Regions from separate parts of the Xenopus tropicalis genome. Here region 1 is linked to region 2. A link is a contact called in public Hi-C data. All regions are on one chromosome and are shown on one strand. Each heading gives the region's core, a stretch centred on a gene start, on an enhancer-like site or on the middle of the called end of the contact. The rest is flanking DNA. Distances are from core to core; before and after follow the strand shown.

The links. Hi-C and Micro-C count contacts between places; a contact is called where the count stands out from the background.
Region 1: a Hi-C map of neurula embryo shows a contact between it and region 2, with 2.7 times the contacts expected there. The contact joins the enhancer-like site here to the promoter of LOC100038306 in region 2. A contact is called at or near these places in 2 of 5 Hi-C or Micro-C datasets (neurula embryo and tailbud embryo).

Annotation. Positions count from the first base shown.
Region 1 is chr2:33,174,752-33,181,267 of UCB_Xtro_10.0, forward strand. The region is part of intron 2 of myo18a (myosin XVIIIA); the gene reads left to right. It also overlaps the pseudogene LOC100492388 and a transcript of LOC100038306 not described here. Among named protein-coding and RNA genes, the nearest start is that of myo18a, 46 kb to the left of the region's middle. Within about 2 kb of position 1,655, at least 3 of the 11 cell types and tissues checked have an H3K27ac peak or open chromatin away from gene starts, as enhancers often do. A contact at or near this core is called in neurula embryo, where this site is marked.
Region 2 is chr2:33,115,304-33,121,169 of UCB_Xtro_10.0, forward strand. It overlaps LOC100038306, which reads right to left and starts at 2,717. Exons shown (of 2, transcript NM_001097411.1): 1 at 2,648-2,717; 2 at 1-966. The coding sequence starts at 958. It also overlaps the pseudogene LOC100492388.

The DNA of each region.
Region 1 (6,516 bases), core at 405-2,904, 58 kb after region 2:
TAGTACATAATATATGAATTACTTTGATGAACTTTCATTTTTGGTGTTACTGTTCCTTTAAGGCAGAGATCCCCAACCTTTTTTTACCCATGAGCCATTTTCAAATGTAAAAAGAGTTGGGGAGCAACAGAACCATAAAAATGTTTCTGGGGGGTGCCAAATATGGGCTGTAAATGGCTATTTGGTAACTCATAAGTGGACTGGCAGCCTACAGGAGGCTGTTTGGCAGTGCATCTGTTTTTTTTATGCAATCAAAACTTGCCTCTAAGCCAAGAATTCAAAAACAAGAACCAGTTTTGAGGCCACTGAAAGCAACATCCAAGGGGCTGGGGAGCAACATATTGCTCAAGAGCCACTGGTTGGGGGTCTTTTAAGGCTTAATAAAGGGCCTAATGAGGCTCCAAGCATTGCCCTCAATAGAACAAGTTGAGGGAGGGGTTTGCATGACACTGTGCTTAAGTGAGGTTGGGAAATGGTTCATAGGTGCATTATGGTTTTTTTTCAATCTGTATACATTTATTTATTTCTGGAAGTTTGATTAGTGTTTGTGCGCCTTTTCTACATAACCGCAACTGAATGAGCTCATGTTAAAAAGGAAGGTATCATTTTTCTTTTATAACCATAAGGGTAGCCTCGGCTCCTGTGGAATTTATTGAAGTTTGGGCATAACGCCACTAAAAGTCCATGGCACCAGAGCTGCATTTAGAGGAGGAATTGCCCTGGGCCAAGCAGAGGGCAGTCTATAGATAAGAATAATAGGAATAGTTTGATAGAGAACCTGAAATCCATGGTCCATACTCATAACAGGTGGAGGCAAATCTAAGTGGTATAGATGCAACATAAGCTCCTGGGGCCATTATGAAAAATGGAGATATTCCCAGACTTAGGCTGATGCCACACCAGGCGTAGGGCTGATTTTTTCGGCAAGCGGAAAAACGCTTGCCGAAAATTCAGCCCTACGCCTGCTACTTGTGCCTGCACCCGAATGAATGGGATACGCTCAGGTGAAGGCACAAGTAGCCGATATACGCATGAAAACGCGAGACTTTGCATTCTCTTGCGTTTTCATGCGTATATCGGCTACTTGTGCCTTCACCCGAGCGTATCCCATTCATTCGGGTGCAGGCACAAGTAGCAGGCGTAGGGCTGAAGTTTCCTGCCGAAAAAATCAGCCCTACGCCTGGTGTGGCATCAGCCTTGGCCACTAAGGTCTGGGCCAACAAGGAGATCCTCTGGTATTATGGTAGGCCAGTCTGATGCTTCAGAAGCACTTTATATTAGTGCTGCCCATTATTTGGAACTTGATCTCTTTTTGCATCTCCCAGCACTTTTAGCCAAAGCTTCTGCAGGGAGTTGTAGTTCAGTAGCCAGCTGTAGGTAGCAAAGTTTTACAAATAGTTTTGCTCTATATTGTTTAGTTAATTTGCAGTGGTGATGGCGGAGCGGGTAAAATAAATGTTTGTAATTTGATTTATTACATTAAACTGGTTCCGACACAGTAGCTAAATGTACCTGCGCCACTGTGTATAAAGGAAGCAGCATGTAAAATGGAGCTGTGCTTATGGGAGGTGGGCAAGGCCCTTTTGCTGGGAAGGAACAGAGGAAGCAGCTTGTTTGAGCGGATGGAATGAATGGAATTTCTTTATTATCCTTTCTGCTGCGTTTCACAACAGTCCTTGCCCCTTTCCACTCAGTGTCATTGCTGAGGGAGTCGGGGCATGTGTAGGCTGCAGGCCCTTCGCATAATATCTGGAGAGACTGTCATTGTGAGCTCTAGTGCTTCTGCCAATGCAGCACCGTCTGCTCCCAGAATTGGGCTCTGTCCAATTTAAAGGGCAAGTTGACCTTCCACGGAACCTCACAAAACTCAATCTTTCCATTGTGTTAATTAAACACACTAGACTTTGAAGCAGGGTTGGACAGATCCCAAAAGCTTCCTGAATGACAAATTCTCCATTTATGTCATAGGACTGCTTTAGGAGTATAACTTATGATCTGTAACCGTAGGGCATGGGCACACATAGCGAATCGTCCATTTTCCTTTACGCAGTTGGAGATTGGCCTGAAAATGCATGGGCCGATCTCCTCTCCGTGTAGCTCCATACAAACTGACGGATGAGGGCAAAAAAAAATGTGGGCGTTTTTCTGTCTCTATACAAAGCGCAGGTGTGCCCTTAAAGGGTCCCTCCACCCAAAAACTGTTTTGCTGTTATTGCCATTGAAGCAGTATTTATCCCTTTTATTCCCTGGTGCTAATTCTTAAAACAATAGCAGTCAGTTCACTGACTCCACCGATTGGCAGGCTTGCCACATTGTTTCAGGAGTCAGATTTAGCAGTACAGAGAATTTAAACATCCAGTACAGCTTTTAATAGCAATTAACATTTGGATGCAGGATACATAAGTTGTATGTAAGTGCAATTCCTGTTGAAAGATGTTTCTATTCTGTGGGTCTGACTCTTATAAAGTGAAACTGGACTCTGTTCTTCTGTAGGTCTGTCAGTCAGCTAGCTTGCAACCTTGTGTTGGGAGCCAGAGAATATAAACAGCCGGATAGATACTGCATTCAGTAGCAATTACACTTACACATTACTTGAAACCATTCATTTTTTTCAATTTATGTATATTGGAAACTTGCATTTTTAAAATTTTACATTTATTATAAATGGCCCCAATAATGTAAGCATTACATAAAACAACTGACCTAACTTTGCTTGCAAGGGAAGATTGGGAAACCCCTATCTTAAAGGAACAGTAACACCAAAAATGAAAGTGTATCAAAGTAATTAATTACTGCTGCCCTGCACTGGTAAAAGTTGTGTGTTTGCTTCAGAAACACTGCTATAGTTTACATAAACAAAGCTGCTGTGTAGCCATGGGGGCAGCCATTCACATTAGGAGAAAAGGTACAGGTTACATAGTAGATAAATTCCCATTGAATTCTACTTAACTTTATATGCTATATAACCTGTACCTTTTTTCCAGCTTGAGTGGCTGCCCCTGTGGCTACAGAGCAGCTTTGTTTATACAAGCTATAGCAGTTTGAAGCTTCTGAAGCAAACACACAACTTTTACCAGTGCAGGGCAACAGTACATTCTGATTACTTGAAAACATTTTTTATTTTTTGATGTTACTGTTAAAGATGCTGGTACAGAAGAACAGGAACAGCATCTCTTGTCTTTGTAGATTAAAATGCCTTTATTGCAAAGTTTTTTGGGGAAAACAACAGCAGCTCTTTTGCCCCAAAAAACTTTGCAATAAAGACAAGAGGTGCTGTTCCTGTTCTTCTGTACCAGGATATGCCGATGGAAAGTGGCACTACTTCTAATTAATCACAAGGCTTGGTGCTGACTACTCTCCAAACTGTTAAAGATGCACCCACACAGCATGGTAAATATTCGTAGGGTGCTGGCCAGCTGATGCCTGAACTTACAGACCTGTGGTTCTTGCGCTTTCACCCCCTCTGCCATTGCGTGGGTGCATATATTCTCTAGGTAGTCACCTATTCTGTGGGGGCTTCAGGCCACATAACGGAAGATACCTGCCTGAATTAATCATGCCTATTGCATACAATATTCTCAGACTGTACATGCTGCCATGTCCTGGCTAATGGGACCCATGGTTTTGCTTTTGGCCAGCTAAGGTTTATCTTTGACACTTATTTACCCAAGGAACCCGTAGGCCTCTGCTGTTGTGTTTCACAAGCTCCATTCTGTTAGTTCTGACCGGTGACTTTATTTTCTAAGCAGCAGTGCCACCTAGTGCAGCAGTGGGAATTATATCTGTGACATTCAGAACAGTAATATAGGGCAACAACCTGCAAATGTCCCGCCATATTCTGCAGAGCTTTACAATGGATTCAGAAGAACACAAACAGAATCACAAACAAAAGCGGAACAATACGAAATGGAGAAATGAGACTTTACTTGCAGAAGTTGTTTTCATTACATGCAGGCCTGGATTTGTGGGCAGACCACAGAGGCCTGTGTCCAAGACAGCAAAGATCTGGGGCCGGCATGCTGCCTGCTGGCCACATCTGAATTGGGGACTGGGCAGGAAATTTTGACAGCTGATTGTATCTCCTGCCTGCCCAATTCTGGCCTGTGTTATAATGTACTACATATAGGTTGGGAATTATTTACTATGTGCACCTGTCTTGTGTTAACCGCCACTGAGACCTCTATTGTCTCTGCTCCATTTGTTTTCACTGAGGTGGAGCTCAGTAGGACTGGTGGCATCACTGGCAGCATGCTCGAAGGGCTTGGCCACTGCACCCTAAAGGTTGATAAGCCAGGTTGGCATTTCTGTAAACCAGGGTAATATTTTATTATTGCCATTTACGTCTGTTACTCTGTGCATTTGATGGGGGGTGGGGGGGGGGTGGCAATGTTTGGATTGTGCTGCTAGTTTTAGGGGAATTACCCATCATCTTTAGTGCACCCAACATCTCTGGCAAGAGTTTCCTTGCTGAGCTCCAACCCACATGATCAATGATTTCTTCATTCCTCTCTAGGAATTCCACTCTACCAGCAGTGCTCCTGTAGGTACCCGAGGGGCTAGATCCTGGAAATGACACTGCAGGGAACCAGTTTGGCTGATATAGTCAGTGAATAGGAAGATTGTGCTGGTGATCTTATCTTGGTGCCAGAACTGCGGTAATGAGACTGCTAAATCGTCATATGTGTAGCAAGGAGTAGGTTTTTCATAGAGTGCTGGGGTTAACAAAGGAGCTAAAGTAGCCATAAAAGGATTTGGTGTGGTAGGGACAGGCTAATCCCATTTTAATTGGCATGGGCTGCTTAGCAAGACCATGATTATAGTCCGTGAAGTGTGTATCCTCCCATCTGGCATCAAATGGAACAAGCAGGTTGTACAGCAGCAGAGGCACATGTGTATTGGGCTTGCCCAGACATTGCCTGATGATGGTGATGATTATGATGAAGAATATAAACTTTGATCCAGTCTGATAAGGTTGTTAGGGGTGTTTGACCCCATGCCTCATCACCCCTTCTTCCCACCAATGAGAACATTGCTTGGGAAACACTGGCATTAGGGCAGTACTACAGCCATTTGCTTATGGCATAGTCTCAGTTCTAGATTGGTACCATGGGAAATCTTTTTTTTTTTTTTTTTCAAAACGCAAGTTAATAGCGATTCTTCAGCAGAATCCTGAATTGAAATCCGTTTTTGTAATATTTAATTTTGAAATTTCACATGGGGCTAGCCATATTCTTCATTTCCCAGGGTGCCACAGCCATGTGACCTGTGCTCTGATAAACTTAATTCACACTTTACTGCTACGCTGAAAGATGGAGTGTTATCACCCTCCCTTTTCCCCTAGCAGCCAATCAGTAGAACAAAGGGAATGGAGAAAGATAGCAGCTCCCAGTAAGTATCAGAATAGAACTCAGTAGTAAGAAGTCTGGCTTGGGACTTATCCAGTTACATGGGAGTAGGAGAAACAATAGGTTACCTGAAAGCAGTTCTAATGTGTAGCGCTGGCTCCTTCTGAAAGCTAAGACTCAGGCACAATGCACTGAGATGGCTGCCTACACACCAATATTACAGCTAAAAATAAATACATTTGTTGGTTCAAATATAACATTATAAATAATAGCATGAATTATTTGCTATGTAAACAGTGAAACTTAGAAATAAAAAGTATATCATAAAAATCATAACAGTATCCCTTTAAAATTGCCGTACTTCCGATTTGGGCCCTTCAGGTGCACTCATTTGGCAACCTTGGCAAACTAGTGGATCTTATGGCATGTGGCATATTTTACAGTGTAAGCAGCTAAACTGGGCTAAGCACTGGAGAGTTGGGTCTGCCTCTCCCACAATTCTGGGGGCAATATGCAGTACTTGAATAATTTCCTTCTAGGGCCTCCATATGTTCTGTGCTTTCAGTAGCAGTAGCGCAGAAACCTATGTATAGTTCATGTTACAATTACGGATATCCCTATAAAAGTTTTGGAACCCAGTGGACATTAACATTGAAATAAAAACAGCATCCCAATAGGAAATATAAACTGCCTGCTAGGCCTTTGCCCTGATGTTAAACCCTAAAATAGGGTGCCATACTGCATCTGCCTGATAGGTGTCACTGTTGCCCTCTGTATTGGAGCATGGATGCACAGCGGGATGGATTTGATGGCTAAGTGGTTGAAAGGGACACAGAATATATGTACAGTATAACATTGCTGGATGTTCATTTAGAAGTAAGAAGTTCGGCAAAGCGTCTCTTTACTGCCTCAATGACTTCTAACATCATTATATTTTACAATAAGGGGGTACATTATTCACTATATATTTAATATCTATTGTACCTTTTGACGAAGCACAACACTACTACTTACGGTCACGCACCTATAATGAAAATCAGTGAATTCATATCATCAGCACTCAACAGGGAAAAATAGTGGGAGTTAGAATTTAAGTACAGGTAAACTTGTAATGCCGCCCTAGCAGGTGATTTCCAGGCAAGGTTGGTGAGTTAGCAGCCAGGTGGCAAGG
Region 2 (5,866 bases), core at 1,467-3,966:
AAATGGCAGCTGAATGAGAGGGGAGACAACTGATCTTCTCCTGGGATAAACTGGAAGAACTCTTTAGCGCAAACCTTTCTTGTATGGTGTCCTTTAAGTGTATGAGTAAGCTGTTCTGCTCTGGGTGTAGAACCTTTGGCTTCTTGATACTCTTAAAATCACAGCAGGCAGAGCAGGCTAAGGATAAAATGCGAAACACATAGAACCAACCTAAGTAATGCAGTTCCACAAGGTTCAGAATGAAGCAGCCAAGTCCAACTCCAAACATGAAGTTTAGGAAAACAGTCTTTTCTGTGGCCCTTGAGACAAAGCAGTCAGTTGTAGTTGGACAAGGGTAGGTATGACATCGGAAAAGGTGAGGCACTTCAAAACCAAAAAGATAATACTGGCCCACCAGGAACCCAGCCTCCATCAGAGACCTGAGTACCACGTGGACAATATAGATGATGTGCATTTTGTCAAGGACTGGGATGGACCCTTTGAAATCTTTTCTTAACTTTGGCTTAAATCCGGTTTCTTTCCATGAAGCATCTTTACCATCTATTTGTTGTTCAGTATCTGGGTTTACATTACTCTCAGACAGGTGTTTTTCAGCAGATAGGCTCTGAATCAGCTCCATGACATAGGCCTTTTCCAGTTCAGTCTTCTCATCCTTGGCAATTTTATGCAGGACATAGATGATATAAAAAATGGAAGGTGTTGAAACCAGGACAATCTGAAATATCCAAAACCTGAGGTGTGAAACAGGAGCAAAACTGTCATAGCACACATTATTGCAACCAGGCTGAAGAGTGTTGCAGGTAAATTTGGACTGTTCGTCTCCATACATTGCATCTCCCACCAACGTTACCAAAAGAATGCGAAAAATAAGAAGCATTGTCAGCCATATCTTTCCAATCACAGTGGAATGGTTCTGGACTTCTGTCAAGAGACGCCCCAAGATAGACCAGTCCCCCATTTTTGGACCTAGTAAGGAAAAATTACAATATGCACAGTTTAATGAGGAATATATATATGTTAAAGGTCACTACACCTTTCTCCGCTTTATATGTGCCTGATGAGGTAGATGTAGATTTGGAGTGATACTGCTATAGCAATAGTGCTAATGCAATGAATATGGAAGCTCTTTAGCAAAGTGAGTGCTTTCTCTATTGGGGGATTTAGAGAGCTGTGCTGAGTGAACCTGTTCCTTCCCTCCTGCTTTAAAATCAGAACTGTGCATAGTGGTATCTGTTGGTGATGCCACTACTGCCCAGTTGGTACAGCTCAGCAGAGCTGGCAACCCTCCCAGACAGTTACCCTGTGCTGAGGTGTGTCGGTAGGGTGTGGTCAGGGTGCAATGGGTCATGATAAATAACAAATTGGCCATGGTTGGGAGTTCTCAGGGACTGTCCAAAAACAGCCACCTCTGGCAGGCTGGCAGCTTTGGATCAGAGTAAAACGCAAAGCATGATAATAGCAATCTAAGACTACAGGTATGGGACCTGTTATACAGAATGCTAGGGACCTGGGTTTCCCTGATAAAGGGGTCTTTCTGTAATTTGGATCACCACGCCTTAAGTCTGAATAATAATATAAGCATTAATTAAACCCAGTAGAATTGTTTTACATCCAATAAGGATTAATTATAATCATAGTTGGTCTCAACTAGGTACTGTTTTAGTTTTATGTACTGTTTTATAATTATAGAGAAATGGGAAATAATTTGTAAAAATTTGAATTATTTGGTTAAAATGGAGTTTGTGGGAGATGGCCTTCCTGTAATTTGGAATTATCTGGTCTACACAATCACATTCATTTGAAAGGGGGGGGGGGGTTCAAATGCCCATATAATTAACATTTTAACTATAACCCCAATAATACCATTGTAATGGAAGATTTTGATTGGATATCACTTAATTTTATTGAAAATGCTATTGTTCTAGGAAACAAATGACATAAATACACAGTAGAATACATGCCTATAAATAGGGATTAGTAATACGTTGGTTGTAATACTTGCTTAGTGACGTCACATGACGCTCTGAAACTTTGTAAGAAATAATGTACTTCCTAGTGTAAAATATACAAAATAAATTAAAGCAGGGAACCTAGAATTATATTAACAACAATTCTCTATGTTTATGTGTATATAGCCTTATACTTCTACTATAGACACAGGGCATAAAGATAGGGCAACAAGGACATTTGCACTCCAGCCTTATTATATTGTGTAACAATTGTTAGACATTTTAAGAACGTGCCTAAAACATATTCATCCTGCCACATTGAACTACAACAATGGAGATGCTGGGAGATCTGTTGTTTAACAACAGATGAAGGGTCACGCGTGGGATATCCTTGATTTATGTAATATTCTCCCTCTGGTGGGGGACACAGCCTTCTTACATTGCCAATGCCTCTCTGATCTAACTTACCGTTATTTACAGAAGGGTTAGTATTATACCATTTTTATAGCATATTTTATAGATTTGCACTCAAATTAAACTCAAATGATACGTACAAAAAAATCTCATTGTAAAGATTACATTTCCTGATCATTTTTCATAATACTTTATTACTTTGTCTCCTTTCAAAATAGAAAAAAGTCTGATTTTGAAAGTAAATGAAGAATTAAAAGTTAGTGTCAGAGAAGGCAGAAACTTACCTTAGTGGGTGCCCTGGTGTCAGGCAGAGCCAACGACAGTGGTGACAGTCACATCGCTGGGTCCCAGGCGAGAGCAGAGTGTATGTGAGGGACCCTGCCGCTGGGGAGAGGTAAGAGAATAGGCTGACAGCACATATCCAAATTGTTTATCTCACAGACTCATTGTACAGCATGGGTGACAAAAACGTTCAATTTACAGTGAGTGACAAAGACATAAGAGTTACATGGGGTCATCTCCTCTGCAGCTATTCAGCCGCTCAGCACTATAGAACATGCCAGAAAAACACCAGGCAAATAAAGAAACTTTAGGCCTATTTGCATTCAACATGCAACTATATACAATACCAGCACACAAGGGAGTCCCTGGGTTCAGTTTCTACTGATAAATGATAAAACTCCGGGGAAGGTTTACTTAGCATGAGAGATGAAACCTAATTTAATGCATTATTTTCTTCCATATGGAAATATGAACATCTCTTTCAACCTAGTTCTGCCTGTTATCTCCAGAATTCTCTGTTCCCACTAGTTATTCTGCAAAATCTCTGTTTGCTCAGTCAGGTGTCCACCTCTGTGTAAATCGGCTCATGTAGGGGGTCACACAGTGCTGACACTGAACCTTGTGGAAGCATGTTATATGGCTTGCTGGAATGAGAACCTGCTAGCTAGATTTGTTGTGATATATATGTGTGTGTGTCAAGCTGCAAATCTGCCCATATAAAACTAACAATAAATGGTCGCTGCAGTATGACTTCCCCTGAAATTCCTCTCCCCCAATCACATACGCACTTCACAATCTTAACTCCTGATAAACACATTCAAAGCCAATCATAAAACAATCTTGGTGGTCTGCACTTCTATCCTCAATCGCATACTGCTAATTGGTTTCCACCAAGCACCCACCATGACTAGAACCAAAGGTTATATTAGAGGCTGAATAGCCAGTGGTGTAGAATAGGTGGCCTAAAAAAGGCTCTAGGTAGTAAGGGTGAAGACACACGGAGCTACTTAGTAGCAGCTACTTGTCACAGCTACTAAACACCAGAAAATCCCCTGCCATAGACAATACTAAGAATTGCCTCTGCTAAAACACACGTAGAGACAATTATCAGTAAATGATCATCATTGTCTACTTTTGTAGCCGTGACAAGTAGCTGCTACTAGTAGCTCTGTATGTCTTACCCTAAGGGACTCCTCCCCACAATTACAGCTAACACTAAGGGAAGAACTAAAGAGACTACAGCTGGGATTACATGGACCAATATAAGACGCTGGCTAGTTCCACTTATTGTCCTTTTTTAAATTGTCCTCTTTTACTGGCCAGGCTGTGGCTGGTACATTACCCACTAAGGGCTCTGGCACACGGGGAGATTAGTCGCCCGCGACAAATCTCCCTTGTCACGGGCGACTAATCTCCCCGAGTTGCCATGACCCGCCATTCCACCGGCGAACATGTAAGTCTGGAAATCGCGCCGCCGCGTGTGCCATCCCGCCGGCGACTTACATGTTCGCCGGTGGGATGGCGGGTCATGGCAACTCGGGGAGATTAGTCGCCCGCGAACATGGAGTTTTGTCGCGGGCGACTAATTTCCCCGTGTGCCAGAGCCCTAAGGCCAGTAAAATGCATTTTGCCATTTTAGGTATGCTAAGACCCAGACAGCCCCAAAATAAAGTACAGGTATGGGACCTGTTATCCATAATGCTTGGGACCTGGGGTTTTCTGGATAAGAGATCTTTCCATAATTTGGATCTCCATAACTTAAGTCTGCTATAAATCAAATAATATAGAATAAACCCAATAGGACTGTTTTGCCACCAATAAGGATTCATTATATCTTAGTTGGGATCAAGTACAAGGTACTGTTTTATTATTACAGAGAAAAAGGAAATAATTTTTAAAAATCAAAAGTATTTGCTTATATTCCGAGTTTTCTGGATAATGGGTTTCCAGATAAGGGATCCCATACTTGCATACAGTGCTAGTCGGTGCCATCTTACAGCAGCATTTGATAGAACATCTCGATTTGGGTTGGGAATTCTGGAATAAACTCTGGCAGTAAGGGGCACTTTTTTTTACTTTTTTTTTTCAATTTTGAGAAAAAGTTGATTTTTTTTTTTACATCTAGATGTTTTTGAGATTTCTGGGCGGGTTCAGGCCAACCTCGGTACATTATTTGCGGGTTCAGGTTCTGCTCTCCCCGCCCACAACCTAACACTGCTGGCCTTAGTCTTCCGGGTTCTGAATTTATAGGAACAAGTAGTGCTCCTTATGTAAAGTAATATAGTACATAGTAGTGAAGTGCAGGCCAGCCAGATACCCATGGAACCCATGGGTTTACCTGTGGGTTGGGTGGGTTCAGCCATCCTTGGCACATTACTTATTGGTTGAAGGCGAGTTTGGGTTCAGCCTCCCCGCCCACGACCAAACACTGCTGGCCTTAGTCTTCCGGATTCTGGTGTAGCTGATAGAGAGGTTTGGTTGTGGACCTGGTTTGGTTACTATCTCTGCAGGTGGATTATTAGAGAGGGTTTGCTGTGGGACTTAATTGGTTAATATATATATATGGCTAGGGGATGATAGGGCGAGCCATAGACACCAGAGTATAAGTACAGCCTATGTGCTAGCTAGTGATGTGTGGGTCGAGAAAAACTCTATCCACACGCGACCCGAACCCACCCTGCTCCCAACCTGAACCCAACCCAGCTTCTGCCCTGTTTTTATAGACCCATGCCCACCCTGCCCCGCAATGATATCACAAAAGGGAGGGACATGGTGGGCACAGGTCTATAAATTCAGAAGCTGGAAGTCTAAGGCCAGCAGTGTTAAGTCGCAGGTGCGGAGAGCTGAACCCGAACCCACCTGTGACCCACAAGTAATGTGCCGAGGTCCAAATCTTTTTGGATTCTGAAAAGACTTACCTTTGTGAATCTATTTTTTTTTTTTAATTTAACATTTTCACTGAAGAAGAAAATTGTGGAGATTCAATGCATACATTCACCAGATCCAATAAATGTTTATATGGAAAGAATATATATTGTATATATATATACATGTACATATATGTATATATATATATATATATATATCTATCTATATATATATATATACAAAATGCTGAGAAGCTGCACACCATAAGGTTATGTTGATACCTGGGTGCCTGTGCAAAAAGTAAGTATACAGGCTGGAGTGACGGCACGCAAAGGATTTTCACAAAGAAGTTG